7 separate regions of the Mus musculus genome follow, and all the other regions are linked to region 3. A link is a contact called in public HiChIP or PLAC-seq and promoter capture Hi-C data. All regions are on one chromosome and are shown on one strand. The core of a region is the stretch at or near the end of the contact, and the rest is flanking DNA. Distances in the headings are between cores, read along the strand shown.

Region 1 (2,834 bases), core at 239-2,738, 760 kb after region 3:
AGAAGATAAGACAGGCACCATGGAGGAAGTATCAAACATTTTCTTCCACTGGATTTTTCTAAATAGCCCTAACTATGATTTCTCTGATCATAAAGGAAATGATAAACTCAAGGAAAAGACTTAATCATTGGTTACAGCCTGGTGACAAGGAAAACGTGAGGTCAGACTTTTGAACTAAATTGGGATACAGCCAAGCTGGAGAATATTAAGCAAATCACTACTTTAGGACCCATTGACTAGACAAACTTTGTCAGTATTCAATTCACAAGCCTACTGAGCTTAAAGGAGACTTATGATCACAAACAACCCTGAGTGCAGCCTTCCTTTCTTCAGTTAGCTATGTGGTATACAGATGGTGACAATCTAGTGCCTACTGGATTACTAAATTTTATAAGTGGTATTTATGTAGTTTCTTAATTTGTCAAGTCTACTATTGCTAACCATTCATAACCATCTAGTTTGAATATATCATGATGATTGAGTCACTGACTATACTTTTTTAAATGTGTTTAGTTTTGTTTACCCCTTTGTGGTGGTTTGAATATGCTTGCCCCATAAGAAGTGGCTCTATTAAGAAGTGTGGCCTTGTTGGAGGAAGTGAGTCACTGTGGGGCTTGGCTTTGAGATCCTATGCTCAAGCTCAAGTGAAAGAGACCCTCCACTTGGCTGCCTGCAGAAAACAGACCCCTTTGGCTGTCTTTGGATCAACTTGAAGAACTCTCAGCTCATTCTCCAGTACCATGTCTGCCTGCACACTGCCATGCTTTCCACCATGATGATAATGGGCTGAGCCTCTGAACCTGTAAGCCAGGCCCAGTTAAATGTTGTCCTTACAAGAGTTGCCTTGCTCATGGTGTCTCTTCTCAGCAAAAATATAAAAATATAAAAAATAAACCAAACTAAAATACCCTTTTTCTTTAAACACATGTGGTACTATGAAAATGGTAACATAGCCCCGCTGATAACTTTTAAGAAACCAAGTGAGCACTTATTCAATAAAGATCTTAAGGGCCCTCATAGCACCCCTAAGTGTTGAGTTTCAAGCCCTGATCTGATGTCTCATAAAAATCTCCACTAAGGGAAGCTCCAAGTACCACTAAGCAGTGAATCTTGTTCTAGGCCTTTCATGATGAGACAGCAGACCACCAGCACAGTGTCACACCCAGCCTCTCCTCTTGCTGGTTTTGTTGAGTTCCATAGTCTCCTAACATGCCAGCAGCATGTTTGCTTTTCATTTGTTTGTGGCTTATTTAAGCCACAGATGTGGGTGGGTGGCAGGAACTCAGCACTTTTCTTCTTTGGCGATAAGGATGGCCATCAACAAAGCACATATGGCTCCTATTAGAGTAAATGGAAGGCACGTGTCTAATTTGGAGGGTAAAATTGGAAAAATTGAAACAGCTGCAGCTAGTGATCCTCTGTTCTGAGTGGATGTTGAATGAGGTGAATAGTTCAGTCTCTTCTCCTAACCTGCTTGTATGACTTCCTTGTTGCATAACTGTCATCTCTTTTATCTGGTTCACAAGGCATAGGGTTTTCTCTAAGCTTTTTTGATTAGTATTCATTTCTTCCTCATTATAAAAGAAGAAATCTGGAAAAGTACACTTCACATTAACTCTATTAGTGCCAATGGTAGCCAGCAACATGGTAGATTCAACAGAATGTGTGTGGCCAATGATCAGGATCTTTTGAAGGGACCCACATATATAATTGAGGCAGCAGAATGAACATAAGATTCATTTTGCTCTCACTTGTGAATTAATAGTTTAATTTAGTGATTGGTAAACATCTCAATGTGCCAATAACTGGTTAAAAAAAACAGAAAATTATTATTCTCTAGGACTTTATATTCTAGGAAAGACCAGCAAGACAGTTGTTTTACACATAAAACCATGGAGGCAGAGATATGTTGTTATTCATTATTATTCTGTCTGTGCTCAAAAAACCTATTGACTATATGAATAAAATTCCTGCAATATATGTAGAAAGTCCAAGCAAAGGCAGTGGAAACAAACATAAGGTTGGATGGAAAATGAGGGCTCATCGGTCCAGAAATTAATCTCAAAAGGAATGAGACAGACCAGGAAGAATGTGTGCAGTCTAACTGGCTTTGGAGAGGCTGACCTCTAAAAGACAGCCATGGGATAGGGAGAGATCAAGATGTTCTGAGATATAAGATGAGAAGGAAGAGAGTAATGTCACAGGAGAGGAAGATACACACACACACACACACACACACACACACACACACCACTCACCTGCCTCATAAAGAGAATTTGAAAATGGATGAAACCAGGCCAAAATCTTTTAAGGATAGACTGGAGGAGGTGGAGAAGGGGGCAAGAGAGGAGAGAGGAGGAGAGGGAAAAAAAAAGAAATATATATATAGATAGATAGATAGATAGATAGGAGAGAGAGACAGAGGAGAGAGAGACAGAGACAGAGAATCTCTTTGGCCCATCTATGTGCATCTAGGTGCAACACTCAAACCCTCGGTAAGACCCAACAAAGACTGGAAAAGTATCAACAAGTGTTATCTACACATTCACATATTATCTATGCCCCATGTGGGACAAACGGCATTATGTCACCAAAGAAGACACTACTAGCCTTTCCTAGAATTCAGCTAAGTTATGTTTAACATGAAGGGTTTTTTTTAAATTTTACTATGTACTTGAGCTAGCTTTTTAGCATCCTTCTGCACCTGTTATCAAGTTCTAGAGGATGAGAAACGAAGAGAATAAAAACTAATAAACATTCCAGAAAACTTAGGAAGAAGTTAACAATATTGGTTCCATAATTTTATTTCATGTTTGAAAGTTTCATTTTATGTT
Region 2 (2,926 bases), core at 28-2,527, 900 kb after region 3:
GATCCAGAGCTTCCCCATAGAAAGTGCTGACACATCAAATTTCCATCCATATTTCATGCAGGCACTAATTGTCCCTCTCCCCGGTCCACCCAAACATTGGTGAAATGCCAGGATGGCCATGGTTATTCAGCTGTGTGCCAAGAAGAGTCTTCTTAATGCTTAAATGCAGCTACGGCCTTTCTGAAGGATTGGTCAATTGAAATTCAACTTTTATGTAAAACAAGAGCACATAAAACCTATCTGGGAGGTAATCTCTGAGTAAGAGCACATGACAGATAATGCAGACAGTGTTCGCCATGTTATCTTCTGGACTGAACAAATTTAGATGCATTGTCTTCTGGCTTTTGCTATTGTTCTACATACCAAGAGCTGAACTGGTTAATGCCTATGGATCCAGTCTTGCCTTAACAGTTATTCTAAAGAACATGTTACTGTAGCACAACCATATCCAGTCATTTATTGCCTGTGGCTGCTGTGGGTTTCATAGCAGGATGACAAGTTGTGAAAGAACTTGTGACCCCTGAAGGCCTTATAGTTTTCACTTTGGTTTGCTTCAGAAATTTTTTGTTGATCTATTCTGGCCTGCTGAGATCATTTTAAAACTACTTCATCTATAGTGCCATTTTAATGTCCCTTTAGATAAAATCAGCCACAAATCCACCTCCAATGTTCAGGAAGATGTTGAATCAAATGTTAGGAAAAATTTTAAGGAACAAGATAAAACTACTCCTGAGGCTGACAATGACTACCTTGTATTGACTACTTTAAAGAAGTTTGAATCCACTAGATGACTTAATTTATGAGCTGAAGATTTGTCTTTGACCATGTAAAAGAAATTAAAGTTTTGAGTTCAAATTATCACTGTCTTCCACCCCTCAAATTATTTCAAGCCTACAATGTACTTTATATCCTTCAATTCCAATTTAACACCACTTTCAGAAAGTTGGTATTTTGTACAGTATTCCCCATAAGCTAGTGTGTTTCTAGTCTCCAACTGGTGGAGCTATTTGGGAAGGTTCTAGAATCTTCAGAAGGTATAGCCTCACTGGAGGTAGTGGGTCACTGGGGACTAGGGACAATCTTGAAATTTTATGGTCCCACCCCACTTCCTGTTCTCTCTTTCTCTGTTTCCTGAATGTGCATGCCTTGTGACTAACCAGCCTTCTCCTCCAGCCATCTTCCACACCTGTTGCCATGTCTTTCCAGACAGATGGACTGTATCTCTCCAGGACTGTTACTTTCATCTGGGTATTTCATCATAACAACAGGAAACAAAGCTAGTACACACAGCTTGTTCACCCAGCTACAGTTGTCTGGCAGAGAGCTTCCATCATCCAGATGGAGACCAGCTAGCTGTCACTAATGATTTTATCTTCCTAAGGACGTACCAACACAGTGTTTCCCAGATTCCCTTTGGTCAGGAGTTCTCAGGAGATTGATATCTTACCCCAAGATGGATTGCAAAAATGATGTCCATTGTTGGCAGGCCCATCACAGAAGAGCTCCAGTTAATGGGCCTCTGCTCCTTTTCCTCAGCATTTGATGGCAGATGAGTATAATGGTATAAGATGCCAGCTATGAAACATGGCTGAGCCTCAAGCTACAAGTTACATGGATCTATACCAAGGGAAGTGGTACATACCTGTAGTTCCAATACTTGGATGCTGTGGCAGGTAGATTGTGAGTTTGAGGTCAGCCTTGGCACAGCCAACCTATAATCCATATTGAGCCCTTGCTTCAAACAGGAGGAGGAAGAGAGATGAGGAAGGAGTTGAAGTGGCCAAGGTACTAAGTGCTACTATCAAGTGAATCTAGGTGCCCAGATCTACCTTGAGGGAACCAACCTTCACTTAGCTACTCTCAGAAACAGCAAGGATGGCATGTTGAGATCTGAATACAGCACAAATTTCTAACTTATCTCAGCCCATAAACATATGTTTGTTACAAGGTTGAGTATATGTTTCCCAGATATATCATAATTCCTCTGAATGCATTATCAAAGGCCACATATGAAAATTCTCAGGAACCCCCTCCTCCCCCCGAACCAGGTAGTTTGCATTGATGTACAGTAGCTGTGGGTATCCTGTGTGCATATCCTCACTAATCTTAGCCTATGCATTTCTATAGCCTAGCACCTTTGTTCTTAATCCACTACCTTATTAGTGACTTTGAAGAAGAAAACACAAGGGGAATTAAGCTTTGCTCTTCTAATTAAAATGTAAACACTGTACAGCTTCCTCCAAAGACATTCTCTCCTGTCCTGTCTGTTTGGTGTTAGTTTCTTTTAGCTACTTAAAATCTCACACTAGACTATGGCCTTGCTGACACTCAATGACGAATTTTCTGCCACTGATTCTGATTTATAACTGGTCATGTTGTCATTCCTGCTTCTGTTATTTTTATGTGCCAGCTGAGGAAATACCTTATGAGATTTCATAGTTTCTTTCCAATTTCCTTTCTCATTAGTGCTCTCCATACCTTCTCTCAGGAGCTTGATCATTGCTGATCTGGTCTTTACTGTTTTAGAGTAACAAATTAGATCACAATGCCTCCTGTTTATTTCCTGTCTTTTCATAGTACTCCAATGAGGACAGAGATTTTTTTCCCTCTTATTAAGAACATAGCCTGGCACTCAGATCTATGTTTGTTGACTGAATGGTAGAAATACTTGTTTTTGTTCCCCGCATTTTACCCAAAATGTTTTCTACAGCCCCAAACAAAAAGGAATTAGGCTATCTTCCTTCTCTTCATTACTAGAGCACCAATTATTGCATGATAGATTTTCTCCAAGGCACTCAGCTGTTGCTACATAGTTTTGGACACCTGACAAGTTTTGAAAAGCCCCACATGCTGGCCACACCCAGATTCATGATATGTGGGCTTGTCTGTTATTGGCTCCAGATATCCAGCAAGAAACTTCTCAAAT
Region 3 (2,700 bases), core at 197-2,696:
TTTTTTTATTTTTGTTTTTGTTTTTTTCCTTTCAGAGATTGTCAAAGACAGTTAGGTTCAGAGCCCAAAGAGTTAAACATAATACCTATGTCTTGGGTTTGTTGCCATGATTAAATGACATAATACATAAGGAGTGCTTAAAGTGAGGTGATAAATAACAAACTCTCAAGTGGCATTATCGCTGCCTAAGAGCAACCTTTCCTATGACTCTTATATGTAATGTGGCAAGTCTCTTGCAGGGTCAGAGAACTTTGCTCCTATGTTTGGCATAATGTATCAATCTGCCCAGAAGCCTGTTATTTGGTGTGGAAAGGACCAACGAATCTCATCACTGTTTGTTTACTGTAAGCAAACCACCTCCTCTCTGGAGTCAGTTTTGACCTCTGCTTTCCTTCCTAAAGATGCATCTGTAGCCACCACTGCCCTTACCCACTGCTCTGCCCCCATTCCAGGACTCAAGAGTCATGCTGTGGCTTCTGTTTGTATACATGCCTGAGAGCAGAGGCTCTTTCACTTCCAAAGCCCACGAAGTTCCTAATGAAAATCCTGCATGTACACACATCCAGTATCCTGATTCCACCCTAAATTCTGTAATCATCTCCTGGTCTTTGCACTTGACTGTACCTTTATTCAAATATTTATATTCTGTACTTAGGAAAGCACCTTCGGATCATATGGCTTTCTTTCTTAATAAAAATCGCAGAGGTTTCGCTTGTGTAAGCCATTGGCACACCTGATACACGCTTGTTCTCAGATGGTTTGACTCTGTAGCCACAAAGGATGTGTGTGGAATTTCCATACCAGTGTTAAAGGCAGCCATAGCAATGCCAGAGGTTCTTGTGAAATATATGATTAGCATGTACCACAGGAATTAATAATTCTCAGGCCACTGTCTTAAACTGTAACCACATTGTTGTTGTAGGGAAGTTGCTCAATTTATACTCAGAGAATGTGAACAGCTGCGTTCTGACCAAGAAACCAGCGTCATTTAAAATCCATATCCCAAAAGGTGCTTTCAAAATACTACTTAGTATGCACATGATATGTTGCTTTGAGTGACAAATTATGGTAATTTCCTTGATAATTTGATCCTTTGATTCTTTTATTCTCCTTAAAGCCTATGTAAATACAAAGGGGAGAATGCCATTTCTAAAAATAGTTTTTAAATGTCTTTTCTGGAGTAATTTTTTAAATTTAATAATTTTATACAATTATAAAAAAATCCATTGGAGATTGTGCCAAATTAGGGTTCCTCAATTAAACAATAACTTTGAAAACATACTTCTAGCTTGCTTAGATGTTAGTAGGTCAGCAAGCACACCCGAACCTATTAAGGTGGACTGCTCTGTTTATTGATTTTCCGTGCATCTGCTAAGGACTCAAGGCAATTGTCTGCGGAAGGGGGCGGGAGGCCCATACATGATCGAGGTCATGCGCATCTAGCCAATTTGTAAGCCGATCCGCCGCCCAAAGCCATCAGCAATCCTTAGCATAGGGGCACACTCATGCATTCCTGTCAAGTCATCTTGTGAAGGCTGCCTGCTTCCAGCTTGGCTTGGATGTGCAACCTTAATAAAACTCACTGAGGTCTGGGAGAAAATAGCAGATCTGCTGCAGATAGGGTAGAGGAAAGGGGCTAGAATATGTACTCGCAGCTGACGCGGGCAGGCTCCACGCTGAACGGTTACACAGAGAGGAAACAATAAATCTAAGCTACTATTGCAATAAATATCTCAAGTTTTAACGAAGGAAACTATCATTACAGTTAAAATTTTTTAAAGTAACGCTTTTTTAGAACAAAGCTAACAAATGGCTAGTTTTCTGTGGATCTTCTTCAAACGCTTTCTTTAACGGGGAAAGAGTCAAACAAGCAGTTTTACCTGAAATAAAGAACTAGTTTAAAGGTCAGAAGAGAAGAGCAAGCTTTGCAGGAGGCACGGAAGGCAAGCGCTGGCAGTACAATGACAGTTTTCCTTTCCTTTGCATTCTTCGCTGCCATTCTGACTCACATAGGGTGCAGCAACCAGCGCCGAAATCCAGAAAACGGAGGGAGAAGATATAACCGGATTCAACATGGGCAATGTGCCTACACTTTCATTCTTCCAGAACACGACGGGAACTGCCGTGAGAGTGCGACAGAGCAGTACAACACCAACGCTCTGCAAAGGGATGCTCCACACGTGGAGCCGGATTTCTCTTCCCAGAAACTTCAGCATCTGGAGCATGTGATGGAAAATTATACTCAGTGGCTGCAAAAAGTAAGTGATCGCTTTCGGTTTCTAATTGCTCTGAGCTTTTCCCTTCCCTCTCTGCAGGGAGCTCAGAGTTCCGTAGGGGGCATTTGTGTTTACCTTTTGCTCCGGGGGGCAGTGTTTGCAAAAGAAAAAAGGCTCCCTCTCTGGACTCAACTTCCTGGGTAAGCCAAGGGTCCTGGGCTTGTGGGAACCTCTGATCCTGTAGCTTCCTAAATGTGCGTCTAACATTAGCAAATTTTATGCCAACCCTGTTGTTTTTTAAAGTTTATCTTAGGCATTTTGACTGTCAAAGCCCAACTTTGAAAAAGTAAGCGCGCACTTCTTGGACAAGGTGGTGTAAAAGGAAATCATAATGGTGATATTAACAGAGGTTCAAATGGAATGTACAGCAAGGAGTTTTGTGAGTTGCCATGGGAAATCTTCATAAAATGCTTACCCCCACCAA
Region 4 (2,774 bases), core at 94-2,593, 620 kb after region 3:
CAACTCATTGCATAAATAACAAAGTACAAATTGAAAATCTGTCAGACTATGTTAAGAAACTGACCTCCTGTCTTCCAAAATGTCTCTTGTTTCTTTTTTGCCCAGAGGGAACCTATCTTAAGGCTCTAAATTTTTTCTGTTCTTTGCATCATCTCCCTCCAAAGGACACCACTGAATAGAGCCAAGCCTCTAGCTGTGACATCTCCTTTTTTGTTTCTTGTGTAGGCAGGCCCTCTGCAAAACACGCCAGCACTGAGCAGCACAACGCTAATCAGGTGGTCAAAATCACATCCAGAAACACCCAACATCTGCTTCCCATCATGAGAAGGCTGTGTGCCAACTGCAACTCAGTCAACATGTTGTATTGGCAATGGTTTCTGCTATACACAGGCCAAACTTGAGGACTAAGACTTACAAGAACTCGGAGGCAATTTGCATGTTTTGGACTGCCAGGTTTATCTTCCATCAAGCTCTTCAGGATTTTCTCAGTTTAAGAAATACCTTGCTGTCATCAGTTAAATTGAGGTTCTGGTCGGGAGAAAATCTCCAGCTCATGATCTGTGGGCTCAAATTTCACATGTATATGAAGCCTTCAGTAAATAAAGAGTGGATGGACAGAACTACTCTTCATTGCCACCTCCTACACATAGGCTAAGATATACCTCTCTTTCAGAAATATTGGGGTATGAGTGTATGCACATGTACATGCACACATACCTTCTTATATATCCCAAGAGTCCTCATTAACCTTGTTAGTCTAAAAACAATAATAAAAATAATAAATCATTTTCACTCAGCCCTGTTCAGGATTTTCCTAAAGATGTAGCATTGCCAGAAAATGTCAAAATATTCATCCCGTAATCTAAAGAGCTAAAGTCGGAACCTAGAAATAAGTAACAAAATGCATAGAATAACATCTGCATGAGATAGGGGTGAACTTGTAAATTTAGATTAGTCAATTTTACCCTGTGTGGATGGTGACCTTGATTGTAGAAATGTAACATGCATTTTTATTTTATTAAAACCACTTAAGGATTGTCCTGCTGATGTGGGTTTTAAAACATCCTGTGTTGGAATCCCACTAATGAATATTGTGTCTATGGTGTCACCCTGGGTCTTAATACCCAGGGCAGAGTCAAGTTGGGAAGTGAGGAAAATTTAATAATGAGTGGTTAAGCAACGTTCATGGAAAAAGAGGGCAGTGGGCCTATAAGGAAGCCATCAGTACTCCCAAACTAAAGGGCTCCAGAAAAGTAGGGGTGGAGACTCCAGAGACAGGGTTTGTATAAACAGGACTTCTAGAAGACATCCTCAATCAGGTGCAGCCATCTTGAACCACAGGGAGTAGAACTGGGGAAGCTCAAATTCATTCTTTCCTCAATTTCCATATTCTGGAAATGCATGCCCAAAGAGAGCTATGGGCTCCTTGATGAAGATTTCAGCTCAAAAGAGCACTTGTTTTACTTGAGCTGAAATCAATATAAGCTCTGTTTTTCATCAGCGTGATCAAAGCTTGTCTCTCTAATGCTCAGTTGCTTAACTAATCTTTTGGTTTAATCACAATGGAAGTAACTTTAAACATTAAAGCTTTTGTTAACTGCAAGCTTTATGAAACATTTGTTATAGGAAGTTACTGTTATTGACCTAAAAAAAAAAGTTTCTAATCAGAGGTTAAACTTAAACTCAACGAAAAAAATGTACTGACCAGTATCAGCCATACAGTCAGAACAGCCCTATGTTGATGAATTCATTCTTCTTGGGGCTCGTTAGCAGAAATCATTCCAGCTTGCTTCCTCCTGTAGTTATGGAAAGAAAAACTGCATCTCGACTCTGACACATTAATCAAATATATTATAGAATTAGTATGCTTCTTCATGCGAGATTTCTCTCTCAAGCCACCCTTGGAGAACTCCCCTGATCTTTTATATTTATGATCACATTTATTTGGCCTTGAAATGCAAAAAAAAATCCTAAATCATCAAAAATTTACATACTAATTTGTCTTTTGGTTAATAAGTTTCCAAATAAAAGTAACTTCATACCTTAGCAATGTGTACAGTAATTACCTGGTATCAGTCAAACAACAGGAAATCCTTTTATTTAAAGCTACATTTAAACAAAAATTTTGTTAGTCTAATAAGGACTAATAAAAATAACAAAAAGACTAATAAACTGGTATTAAAAGGAAGAACTATAAAATAACAATAAGGACATCTGAAAAAGTTATGGGAAATTATACTATTAAGTAGTTATGTAATAAAACTATAATAAGCATAAGTCTGTATGTAAATATTCATATATAGTTTATGTGAAATTTTCTCATCTGGGCTAATGATGAGCTTTCTAAGTGCCAAAATAATTCAACTAACAAAACTCCAACACCAGTAATGGGAAGACATGTTTTTACTTATGAGTTAAGATTGTCCAAGAGACTTGCAAAACATATAGGCTATTGTTGTATTCAATACCATGCAAGACTGCAAAGGAAGGAAGCAACCAACAGTCCTATCCAGCCATGATGCCTATGAACCAATGATTAGCATGGCACAATAAACCTATGAGTGCAGTAGTGGCACACATACCTTGGCGCCAGCCAATAGCTTTCTAATCAGACTTAAGAGGTGCTCAACAAGAGGAAAATCTTGTCTAGAACTGGAAATCCATACAACTACCCAGGGTTATAGTAAGTCAGGATCTTAGAGGAGAACATCCAAAAACCACTTTAACTGAACCAGCATCATCGGTAACAACAATCTATAAACATTTGTCTCTAT
Region 5 (2,700 bases), core at 87-2,586, 830 kb after region 3:
AGGGCAGAATTCCCAATAATTTCTGAGATATCCTTCAAAAAATTTTTTGTCACCTTGTACTAAATATTTATGTAGCACTGTTAGAAGTGACGATTATAAAATCATTAACTGAAAAATGTTATTGTATGCTCTACATTAATAATTGTTCAGCCAAGATTTAAATCCATATGTAAAACCAAACACAAACAAACAGTAATAATAAGTAAATAAATGCAAACAGTATTCAGACTTCTTTTGTTTTTAGTAAGTTGCCAAGGATTGTTTAAAAATAAATTTATGATTTGCTGTTGGTAAATGTTTGATTTTTTTAAAAACCTATTTTTTGTACTATAAAATGTAAACATTTCTGGGGTGAAAAGAGCACCCCTGTCTGCTCATAAGCCTCTACCTCTCTGATTTGGGGGGGTATGCATGCAAGTGTGATCATGTGTGTGAACTTGTAGAAGACAGATACTGATACTGCCTTTATCTCCCTTGATTTCAAGATGGTATCTGTGTGAACCTGGAAGCCATGGCTTCAGCTAGGCTGGCTGGCTGCAAGGCTCTGGGACGCTGGCCTCCATCTCACTCCAACCTCCCCCGGCCCCTCGTGTCTTGTTGAAGGACCACGTCTTCTCCCAGGTTTTCCTGAGCCTTCACTTCTCTCTCCTTTGGTCTGTAGTGGTTATACATGACAAAAACTTTACGGTATTACTACAGGGAAGGTCTTAATCTTCTAAAACTGCCTAGACTGCTCTTCTTGTTTGGTACTGAATTTGAAAGCCACATGTTACAGGTAAAAACTATTACAGAAAACACAAAAACCTTACAAGTTTCCTCAGGCCGATACAACAATTACAGATCTTCCAGACCACAACATAATTACAACAACTTCTCACAATACAGTGAAGGTAGAGGTAACCACAAACACATGGTGATTCTTCTGAGCTGTAGTAGCACTGGTGACTCACCTCAACTGGTTATGGTAGAGGTTGTGGCTACAAAATGCCGTTAAGCTAGCTCATGCGTAGAGGGGTTAGCCCTCAGAAGTTGGCTTTGAAAGGCTCTTGTTTTCATTAACCACAATGAACTGGCTACCACTAAACACAGGAACAGCCCTAGGAAGGGGTACATCGTGGTTGCCAAAGGCTGTGCACGACTTGGGAGTAGAGAAAGCTGGGCTTGTCCCCAGTGCTCCTCTGTTGTCATGCCATGCTGGATCTGCTAAGCAGCAGTTCTTATGCTCTGGTACAGGATTCTTTCTCCTTACAGGTAACAGTGGTGGTTTACCCTCCAGCCCCCGAAGCTTCGCTACAGCAGGGTTTAATGAGAGTACAAAGCAAACAGGGGGTTTGAACAAAGCAAACACAGGCATGTTTACTGAGGCCCGAGGGATGGCTGGCAGTGTCTAGGGAGCACTCTATCGCCGTGCTTTGATTTATCACGTTTCCAGTTACCTAAGGATTAAATCAGAGCTTGAATGGCTGACTCCTTACCTTTCTCTTTAGGTTTTTCAGTTAACTATTTTATATATTCTGGATGACTATTTTGGAATTAAAATTTCAGTTTCAGAGAAATAACAATAAAGATCTGCCCATTAAAAAATACTGGTTTATTATTATTAATTTTTAGTTCCTGTCTGGCCTGGAACTAACTACATCAGCCAAGATGACCTCAAACTTATAAAGAGCTCTGCCTGCCTCTACTCCTAGAACTCTGGGATTAAATCTGGGATTAAATCTCTGGGATTACATCCCAGAAACAACAGTTTTTGATAAAGATGAAAGAAAAGGATACAGAAACTGACCAATCAGGCCCTACTTTACTTCCCACACTCTAAGGTCGTAAGGGCCAGAGAGGATGCTACGTGCGGTCTTAGGACATTTGATCGTCAGCCTCTTCAGCAAGAGTCTTCCCATCCTGAGGCTGGTCTCTGTGCTCCTGCCTTCCCACTAGTCTCATAGCTACTTCCAGTGCTACTTCTTTGTGTATACGCTAAACACACTTCCTGAGGGCAGTAAGCTTATGCTCACAAAAGGGTTAGCTTTATAAACATTTTAAAATCCTGTTTTCATAAACATCCCTGAAAGTCATTAATATAATGAAGGATTGGCATTAAGAGTCCAAGTTTATAATGTGAATATCTAAGTTTCTTTAATGTCAGAAGCCTCGCTTTTCTCATTCTATGTTTTCTTACATTAAAGTGTGTGTGTGTGTGTGTACGTGAACGCATGTGTTTATGGGATACAGCACATGTGTGCAATTCAGAGGACAACTTCAGATGTCAGTTCTCACATTCTACCATGTGAGTACCAAGGACTGAACTCAGATCAACAGTCTTAGCAGCAAGTGACACTTTTTACCTGCTAGGCCAGCTTCCTGGCCCATTCATAATTTACATATATATTACATATACTATATACATACATATTGCTAGGTTTCACTGCACACAACAAGGGATGGAGGTGCATATTTTACATATCGAAGCAGACCTGGCTTCCATATTCTCCCAGCATCCCTCAGTCCCTACCTGGCATACCCTGCTCCCAACCCTGACCTTTCCAGCCCAAAGGGTCTTCTCTATATAATCCAGACATTCTGAGCTCAGCCTCCCCATTCTCCTCTCTCTCTGCATGGATGCTTTTTCACCACCCCCTCCCATGGAGACTTCCCTGGCCCCATCCTGGGGCTGCTGAACTTGCCCACCGGAGGGCAGCTTCC
Region 6 (2,708 bases), core at 40-2,539, 980 kb after region 3:
TTGGGTTTATTGTTCACATAAAAGTGCACATTAACAATTCAAGCATGAATCACAGGCAGGGGTCAAACTCAGACCAAACCATTCACAACCTGCTGACAAGAATGCAGTAGCTGTAAAAATTATGTAAGGTCAAAGTCAGCTGCTAGGTGTGCTTGTTATTCCAAAGCATTTGCACCCAGAAGTATAAATAATACTAGATTTACCTTGTAAGAACAACTCCCCCACAGATATTAATATTTGATTCTGAGGGGAAGTATGCATATCACAGACATTTTACAAAGCTTTACCCTGTTCTAATTTCATAAGAGTTTAGAATTGATTTCAACTGGCAATGTCAAATTATTCAAATGTGAAATACGATTTACTGAAAGTGATTTTATTGTAAAAAGTAAGAATGTTATAGTGGGCATACTGATGTGAACGTCAATAGAAAATATATATGTACTTTGTTATCTACCATTCCTTCTAAATTAATCAAAATAATCAAACTAAATAGCATTTACTTTATCTACTTTCAGTAAGACCACATTGTCATGGGGCTCAAATAATCTCACTAAAACTGCTTAGAACAATATTCTATACCTTCTTACTATTCAACATTTGGAATAAAATGATCTTTAAAGCTAGTTTTTGGGGCTGGTGAGATGGCTCAGTGGGTAAGAGCACCTGACTGCTCTTCCGAAGGTCCAGAGTTCAAATCCCAGCAACCACATGGTGGCTCACAACCATCTGTAACAAGATCTGACGCCCTCTTCTGGTGTGTTTGAAGACAGCTACAGTGTACTTACATGTAATAAATAAATAAATCTAAAAAAAAAAAAAAAAAAAGCTAGTTTTTGAATTTTTAAATATGGTTTCTATTAATCCACAGGGAAATGAATTATTTCTGTTTATTAAATTTGTTTATTAAAATCTAAACTAACATAAATGTTCAGAAAAGTTGTTGGCAAGAGGTAGTATTTGCCTAACTTGTAAAATTACTTAATTTTAACAATTATTTTAGGAATTTATTCTATGAAATAGTCATTTATATGGTCAAGAAGGTCCCAAAGACTTACAAAAAACATAAAACATATTGCCAGTTCTTTTGGTTGACTTCCAGAAATTGAAGTGAGAACCTATTGATGAAGATACCACAAACTTTGGAGAGCAAGCATGAAAAGAATTGAACAGGAACACTTCTCTGAGGACTGGCTCTGATTACTGGAAGGAGCTATGCAAACTGTTGAAGGACAAAGGCAATCAATGGCTCCGCCCAGCTGTCATGTGTATTAACCACAAGAATGACAAGAATGGCAAGATACCTCTATTGATGCAATAGTGTCACTTATGTGCTGAGGGGCAGCCAACTGCTAACTGTGCCTCAGGCCTCCTTTTTTAGAGGAAGTTCATGGCTGAAACTGTTAATCAAAAACACTCCAGTAACTAGTAAGCCCAAGGACCCCTAGCCCAATGCCTAATATTGCTCCTTTTCTCAACAAGTATTATGTCTAAATGCATTCTAAATAGCCCTTTTTATATCCTTAGGCAAGTACAGCTCTCACATCTCACCAAAGAAGTTTCTTTTTGCAGCAGATAGAGAGCATTACAGAAAGCTGCAACTGGAGAGACTAAAAAAATTTCTAGAACAGGTGACTGTGTAATGCCCAGCCCCAGAGAACAGAACTCTAATGTAATACTAAACACTACAGCAGGTAACACTACACCCAAATCTTGGGAGCATAGCAGAAAAGGGGAGCAAAAGGACCAGGAAGTCGTTAGTGAGACCAGGAAGCCAGTAGTGAGAGGACCAGGAAGCTGGGTGTGAAAGAACCAGGAAGCCAGTAGTAAGATTGTGAAAAATGATAGGAATGCTACCTCGTGTTTCCTTAATGATATGGTGGCCTATAAAATTCCTGAAATACCAAACTGACATGCCTCTGTGGATGCAGGAAATCTCACAAGACCTCACTCATCGATAAGAAACTACAGGCGATTAATAGCTTCGGAGAGAGGGAAAATGAGTCTCCTCCAGGGACAAGTCCCCTGATAGGACGAATCCTCAGTAGACAGCCATAAACACATACACACACAAGAAAGCTAAGTGAATTCAGCAGGATATGTTTATAAATGAACTTATCTGTATCTATAAAATATGTATGTAGCAATAATAATTAAAGAATAAGAGGGCAGGCATGGTTTTGAGAAAGGATGAGGAGATAGTTCCAGGGAAGAAAGGGAGAGAGAAAATGTAAATATAATATTCACAAGTGAAGTTCTCAATAAGTAAGTAAGTAGGTAAGTAAGTAAATAAATAAATATTACTTGAATCAACTAAAAATAGTTATTGAGAAAAAAAGATGAAGAGAATACGTTGATCTATAAGCTGTAGAGTAAAAGAGTCACTCGAAAAGTAAATGAACAACAATAAAACACAATTCCAGCAACAGAGATCAAGAAGCTGTGGCTACCTTTGTACTAGAGAATACTAGAGAATAGAGAATACTAGAGAATAGCCATTGAATGTGGTGATTAGAGTTATACTTATTGACACAAAATATGCAGTATAATATATATTACTAAATCAATATATGTTAGTAATTAATATGTAATATACTAGGTTTAAAAGAATAGACTTTATAAACAGCATGATCTTGATGCTGACGTGAGGGAACCTAAACTCTGCAGCACTCTGGGCATCTCCCAGCCTTTGAGCAGTATGTTTTATG
Region 7 (2,857 bases), core at 42-2,541, 930 kb after region 3:
AGGAGGGGTTTAGAGATAGAAGGGGTGGCAATAATCAGAATGCCTGTATAAACTGTTAAACAAGCTCAGTAAAAGTTTAAAAAGTCCATTTTTAAAACCTATCTAAATAGCTTCTGCAATAGAACTTGAGACAATGTGGATGGGCATCTCAAATATTGCCTGCCATGCCAAGGTGAGTCTTGCTAGTACCATGTTCTTAGCAATATAGAGATGTTTTATGATCAAGGTTTAAAAATTAAAATGTTCTTTGTGTTTGCTTTAGAAAATTCAAAATGCATAAAGGAAATGAAATCAGGAAAAGAAAAGCCTCAGCTACTGGTAAATGAGTTCAGTGTTTGGTTAAATATTAATATGAGGAATGGAGACTTTTGTTTTGTTTTTTGAGATTGGGTCTTTCTTCTTACCCTAGGCTGTCCCTGAATTCCCTGAAGTGCTTCTACCTCAGGCTCCCAAATGCAGGACTAGAGGTTTAAACGGCCACAGTGAAGACTGTTATAAGTTGTGTGATTTTTAATCCCTTGCCATATAAAACCCCACTGCACTGAGATTTTGTTCCTTGTGTCCCTTGTTTTTATTTCACTTCATTTGCCCTTCCAATTTCTCTTCTGTTTTATTTGCTTATTTAACACAAACTTGAAATCATATTCTCATCACATTTTGTACGTAAAGATTATGGACATTACACAGAGATGAAATATATATAAAGTGAAATGAGCACCTAACGATTGGATACTAACCAATAAGAAAAGAAAATGGACTAGAAGTCATCTGAGAAATCAGTTCAGATCTTTCAGGTGTATTGGAGAAAGACTGTTGTCTTTTGAAAAACATAAGGATTTCTCCTGTTTTATTTACCTGCAGACTAGGGTCTCAGGCATTCTCACTATGCATTCTATCATAAGCTGTATTTATATCTCCTCGTTTTTATTTTTACCATACAGAATGTACACAAAGCAGAATTCAACCACATTAGCTCTATTTTGAACATGTGTCTGGAAACAGTGAGAAACTGAACATCATTATATTATATTTGAAAACCATTTATTATACTTCCCAACAACAAACAAACGAAAAATCATTGCTGGAGTTCAAAGGCAAAAAGAACTCTCTCCACCACCACCTAAAGGCTGGGAAAGAATCGGCTGTGGCTTATCTCAGGATTGAAGCAGGCAGGAAGGAATAGGGCTGGAAAAGGTCGGAGGAAAGAGAGAAGGCATTATCACTGGTTTGCGAGTGACCAGAGCTTTGATCTACTGGCTGCTGTATTCCCAACATTGCTTCTGGTGTTCTGGGCTCTGTTCCCAACCCTTTGGGCAACAGTATTGCACTAGGGAGTCTGTTTCTATTTGCCTTTGTCCCCAATGTTCTTTCCTTCTCACAAACTGCAGTTCAATTTGTTGTCTCTGTTTACACAGAATATCTTTAGGACAATTGAAATTAATACCAAGGTTGCATTAGAACCAACAGAGTGAGTTCTCTGTTTAAGAGAGCAGGTTCTGCCCCCATAGAGCTCCTCACCAGTGCTTTTTTGCACTGTGGGCATGTTTACTAGTCCTTTACTATCACTAGGAACAAGCTGAGCATGTTGCCAGCTGGCTTTGGCATTGCAGTTCCTGCACTCCTTGAATGTTCTTCATTTTATCCAAGCCTCTGGCTGCATGCTCTCTGATCCGAGAGCTCTTCTGACTACTGATGTGTATCAGAAAGCACCTGTACCCCTCTGTATGACGTTTTCTTCCAAACACTTACCGCCAAGTGATACATATTGATTTATGGCTAGTTAACTTGAGTAAGATTTAAGCACGGAGATGTTCAATACAGTCCCTGCATCTAAACCAATACTGTCAGATAGCAAAGCATGCCTGCTTTATGACCCAAACACACGTAGCCATTCAGCAGGTGTTCAAGAAATATTTATAGAAAATTGAACTGATTGAAAGCACAATTGATATATGCCAGATTAATCAATGTATGAATAATAATGGTATTATATTTTAAATTTCCTTCTAAATTAATCATACTTTGGGTAGCATGTGTTAACTGACATCATCTAAATTGTGATTTAAAAGTACTAATAGATCAAGTAAATGGGATTATATTATTAAAAGATTAGCTTTTATGAGGGTGGGGTGGCATGGAGAAAGTGTTCAAGGCACAAAGACCAACTCATGATGAAGCCCACTGTGGCTTCGAGGGGACAGAAAATAGGAGAGAGATGACATTCTAGGAAACAAGTGCCTTCATAGAGCTTGTAAATTATTTTTGACAATTTTGATTTTAATCTCAGAGCCACAGGGATACAATTAGGATTTTAAGCAGAGCATTAATGGAATCAGATTTGACCTTTAGAAATTAACCATAAGTCATGTAATGGGTTACAGAGAGATATGTCCTGAATATAGGAGACCACCTCTGAGCTGATGGTTGTAATCTGTGTGCTCTATGAAGCACAATTATGGCAGTAGGGATTAAGAGAGGTGAATTAATTCAGGAGGCTTTAGAGGGTGGCTTGATTTTTTTTTAATTTTTAATTATTTTCTATTTTTTGGCTAGTTGTGGCAATGTTTGTTGGGCCTTGGAAGGGAGAGGAAAGAACTAGTTTGGCACTAGAGAATGGAGAAGGAAATGAGTTTAAAGGGCAAATGATATAAAATCAACTTTGAAAGGCTAATATTGGAGTACCTCTGGTGTATCCTAATGGACATGACTAAGTAACAGTTGGAGATATTGGTCTAAAGTTTGTAATAATCTTCAGGGTGAGTAATTTAGATGGCAGCATCTTAGATATGAACTGATATTACCTAGGGGCAAAGTGTTCTTATACAGTTTGTATTTAGACTCAGCACTATCACTGTTT

Evidence for each region. Promoter capture Hi-C pulls out the DNA fragments that hold promoters and counts their contacts. HiChIP or PLAC-seq counts read pairs in DNA pulled down with a chosen protein or histone mark.
Region 1: a contact with region 3 is called in an H3K4me3 HiChIP or PLAC-seq map of the SCID.adh cell line, with 10 read pairs. The contact joins the enhancer-like site here to the promoter of Angpt1 in region 3. A contact is called at or near these places in 3 of 39 promoter capture datasets (HPC-7-derived erythroid cells, cranial neural crest and frontonasal cranial neural crest), 1 of 15 datasets of contacts at CTCF or cohesin (the NIH/3T3 cell line), 3 of 115 datasets of contacts at active chromatin or transcription factors (the SCID.adh cell line, bone marrow-derived macrophages and embryonic stem cells) and 1 of 9 other capture datasets (embryonic stem cells).
Region 2: a contact with region 3 is called in a promoter capture Hi-C map of pre-B cells, with 4 times the contacts expected there. The contact joins the enhancer-like site here to the promoter of Angpt1 in region 3. A contact is called at or near these places in 6 of 39 promoter capture datasets (the 3T3-L1 cell line, the C10 cell line, cranial neural crest and 3 more) and 9 of 115 datasets of contacts at active chromatin or transcription factors (the SCID.adh cell line, acute myeloid leukemia, astrocytes and 5 more).
Region 4: a promoter capture Hi-C map of the 3T3-L1 cell line shows a contact between it and region 3, with 8 times the contacts expected there. The contact joins the enhancer-like site here to the promoter of Angpt1 in region 3. A contact is called at or near these places in 12 of 39 promoter capture datasets (the 3T3-L1 cell line, the C10 cell line, the HPC-7 cell line and 8 more), 1 of 15 datasets of contacts at CTCF or cohesin (the NIH/3T3 cell line), 4 of 484 Hi-C or Micro-C datasets (cerebellum, embryonic fibroblasts, pancreatic cancer cells and 1 more), 10 of 115 datasets of contacts at active chromatin or transcription factors (the SCID.adh cell line, astrocytes, bone marrow-derived macrophages and 6 more) and 2 of 9 other capture datasets (adipose tissue and embryonic stem cells).
Region 5: an H3K4me3 HiChIP or PLAC-seq map of the SCID.adh cell line shows a contact between it and region 3, with 14 read pairs. The contact joins the enhancer-like site here to the promoter of Angpt1 in region 3. A contact is called at or near these places in 14 of 39 promoter capture datasets (3T3-L1-derived adipocytes, the C10 cell line, the HPC-7 cell line and 10 more), 1 of 15 datasets of contacts at CTCF or cohesin (large pre-B cells), 3 of 484 Hi-C or Micro-C datasets (the Ba/F3 cell line, LSK cells and uterus) and 8 of 115 datasets of contacts at active chromatin or transcription factors (DN3 thymocytes, the SCID.adh cell line, acute myeloid leukemia and 5 more).
Region 6: an H3K4me3 HiChIP or PLAC-seq map of bone marrow-derived macrophages shows a contact between it and region 3, with 5 times the contacts expected there. The contact joins the enhancer-like site here to the promoter of Angpt1 in region 3. A contact is called at or near these places in 2 of 39 promoter capture datasets (the 3T3-L1 cell line and pre-B cells) and 3 of 115 datasets of contacts at active chromatin or transcription factors (bone marrow-derived macrophages, embryonic stem cells and pro-B cells).
Region 7: a contact with region 3 is called in a promoter capture Hi-C map of liver, with 2.6 times the contacts expected there. The contact joins the enhancer-like site here to the promoter of Angpt1 in region 3. A contact is called at or near these places in 4 of 39 promoter capture datasets (3T3-L1-derived adipocytes, hippocampal neurons, liver and 1 more) and 1 of 115 datasets of contacts at active chromatin or transcription factors (bone marrow-derived macrophages).

Annotation. Positions count from the first base shown.
Region 1 is chr15:41,918,940-41,921,773 of GRCm38.p6, reverse strand. No RefSeq gene overlaps it. Among named protein-coding and RNA genes, the nearest start is that of Abra, 51 kb to the right of the region's middle. Within about 2 kb of position 1,488, at least 13 of the 459 cell types and tissues checked have an H3K27ac peak or open chromatin away from gene starts, as enhancers often do. A contact at or near this core is called in the SCID.adh cell line, where this site is marked.
Region 2 is chr15:41,775,937-41,778,862 of GRCm38.p6, reverse strand. All of the region lies in intron 3 of Oxr1 (oxidation resistance 1), which reads right to left. Among named protein-coding and RNA genes, the nearest start is that of Abra, 92 kb to the left of the region's middle. Within about 2 kb of position 1,277, at least 7 of the 459 cell types and tissues checked have an H3K27ac peak or open chromatin away from gene starts, as enhancers often do. A contact at or near this core is called in the SCID.adh cell line, acute myeloid leukemia and pre-B cells, where this site is marked.
Region 3 is chr15:42,675,723-42,678,422 of GRCm38.p6, reverse strand. It overlaps Angpt1 (angiopoietin 1), which reads left to right and starts at 1,446. Exons shown (of 9, transcript NM_009640.4): 1 at 1,446-2,258. The coding sequence starts at 1,962.
Region 4 is chr15:42,054,485-42,057,258 of GRCm38.p6, reverse strand. No RefSeq gene overlaps it. Among named protein-coding and RNA genes, the nearest start is that of Abra, 190 kb to the right of the region's middle. Within about 2 kb of position 1,343, at least 6 of the 459 cell types and tissues checked have an H3K27ac peak or open chromatin away from gene starts, as enhancers often do.
Region 5 is chr15:41,844,882-41,847,581 of GRCm38.p6, reverse strand. All of the region lies in intron 11 of Oxr1 (oxidation resistance 1), which reads right to left. Among named protein-coding and RNA genes, the nearest start is that of Abra, 23 kb to the left of the region's middle. Within about 2 kb of position 1,336, at least 90 of the 459 cell types and tissues checked have an H3K27ac peak or open chromatin away from gene starts, as enhancers often do. A contact at or near this core is called in DN3 thymocytes, the HPC-7 cell line, LSK cells and 5 more, where this site is marked.
Region 6 is chr15:41,692,457-41,695,164 of GRCm38.p6, reverse strand. All of the region lies in intron 3 of Oxr1 (oxidation resistance 1), which reads right to left. Among named protein-coding and RNA genes, the nearest start is that of Abra, 180 kb to the left of the region's middle. Within about 2 kb of position 1,289, at least 58 of the 459 cell types and tissues checked have an H3K27ac peak or open chromatin away from gene starts, as enhancers often do. A contact at or near this core is called in bone marrow-derived macrophages and pre-B cells, where this site is marked.
Region 7 is chr15:41,743,410-41,746,266 of GRCm38.p6, reverse strand. All of the region lies in intron 3 of Oxr1 (oxidation resistance 1), which reads right to left. Among named protein-coding and RNA genes, the nearest start is that of Abra, 120 kb to the left of the region's middle. Within about 2 kb of position 1,291, at least 25 of the 459 cell types and tissues checked have an H3K27ac peak or open chromatin away from gene starts, as enhancers often do. A contact at or near this core is called in 3T3-L1-derived adipocytes, hippocampal neurons and liver, where this site is marked.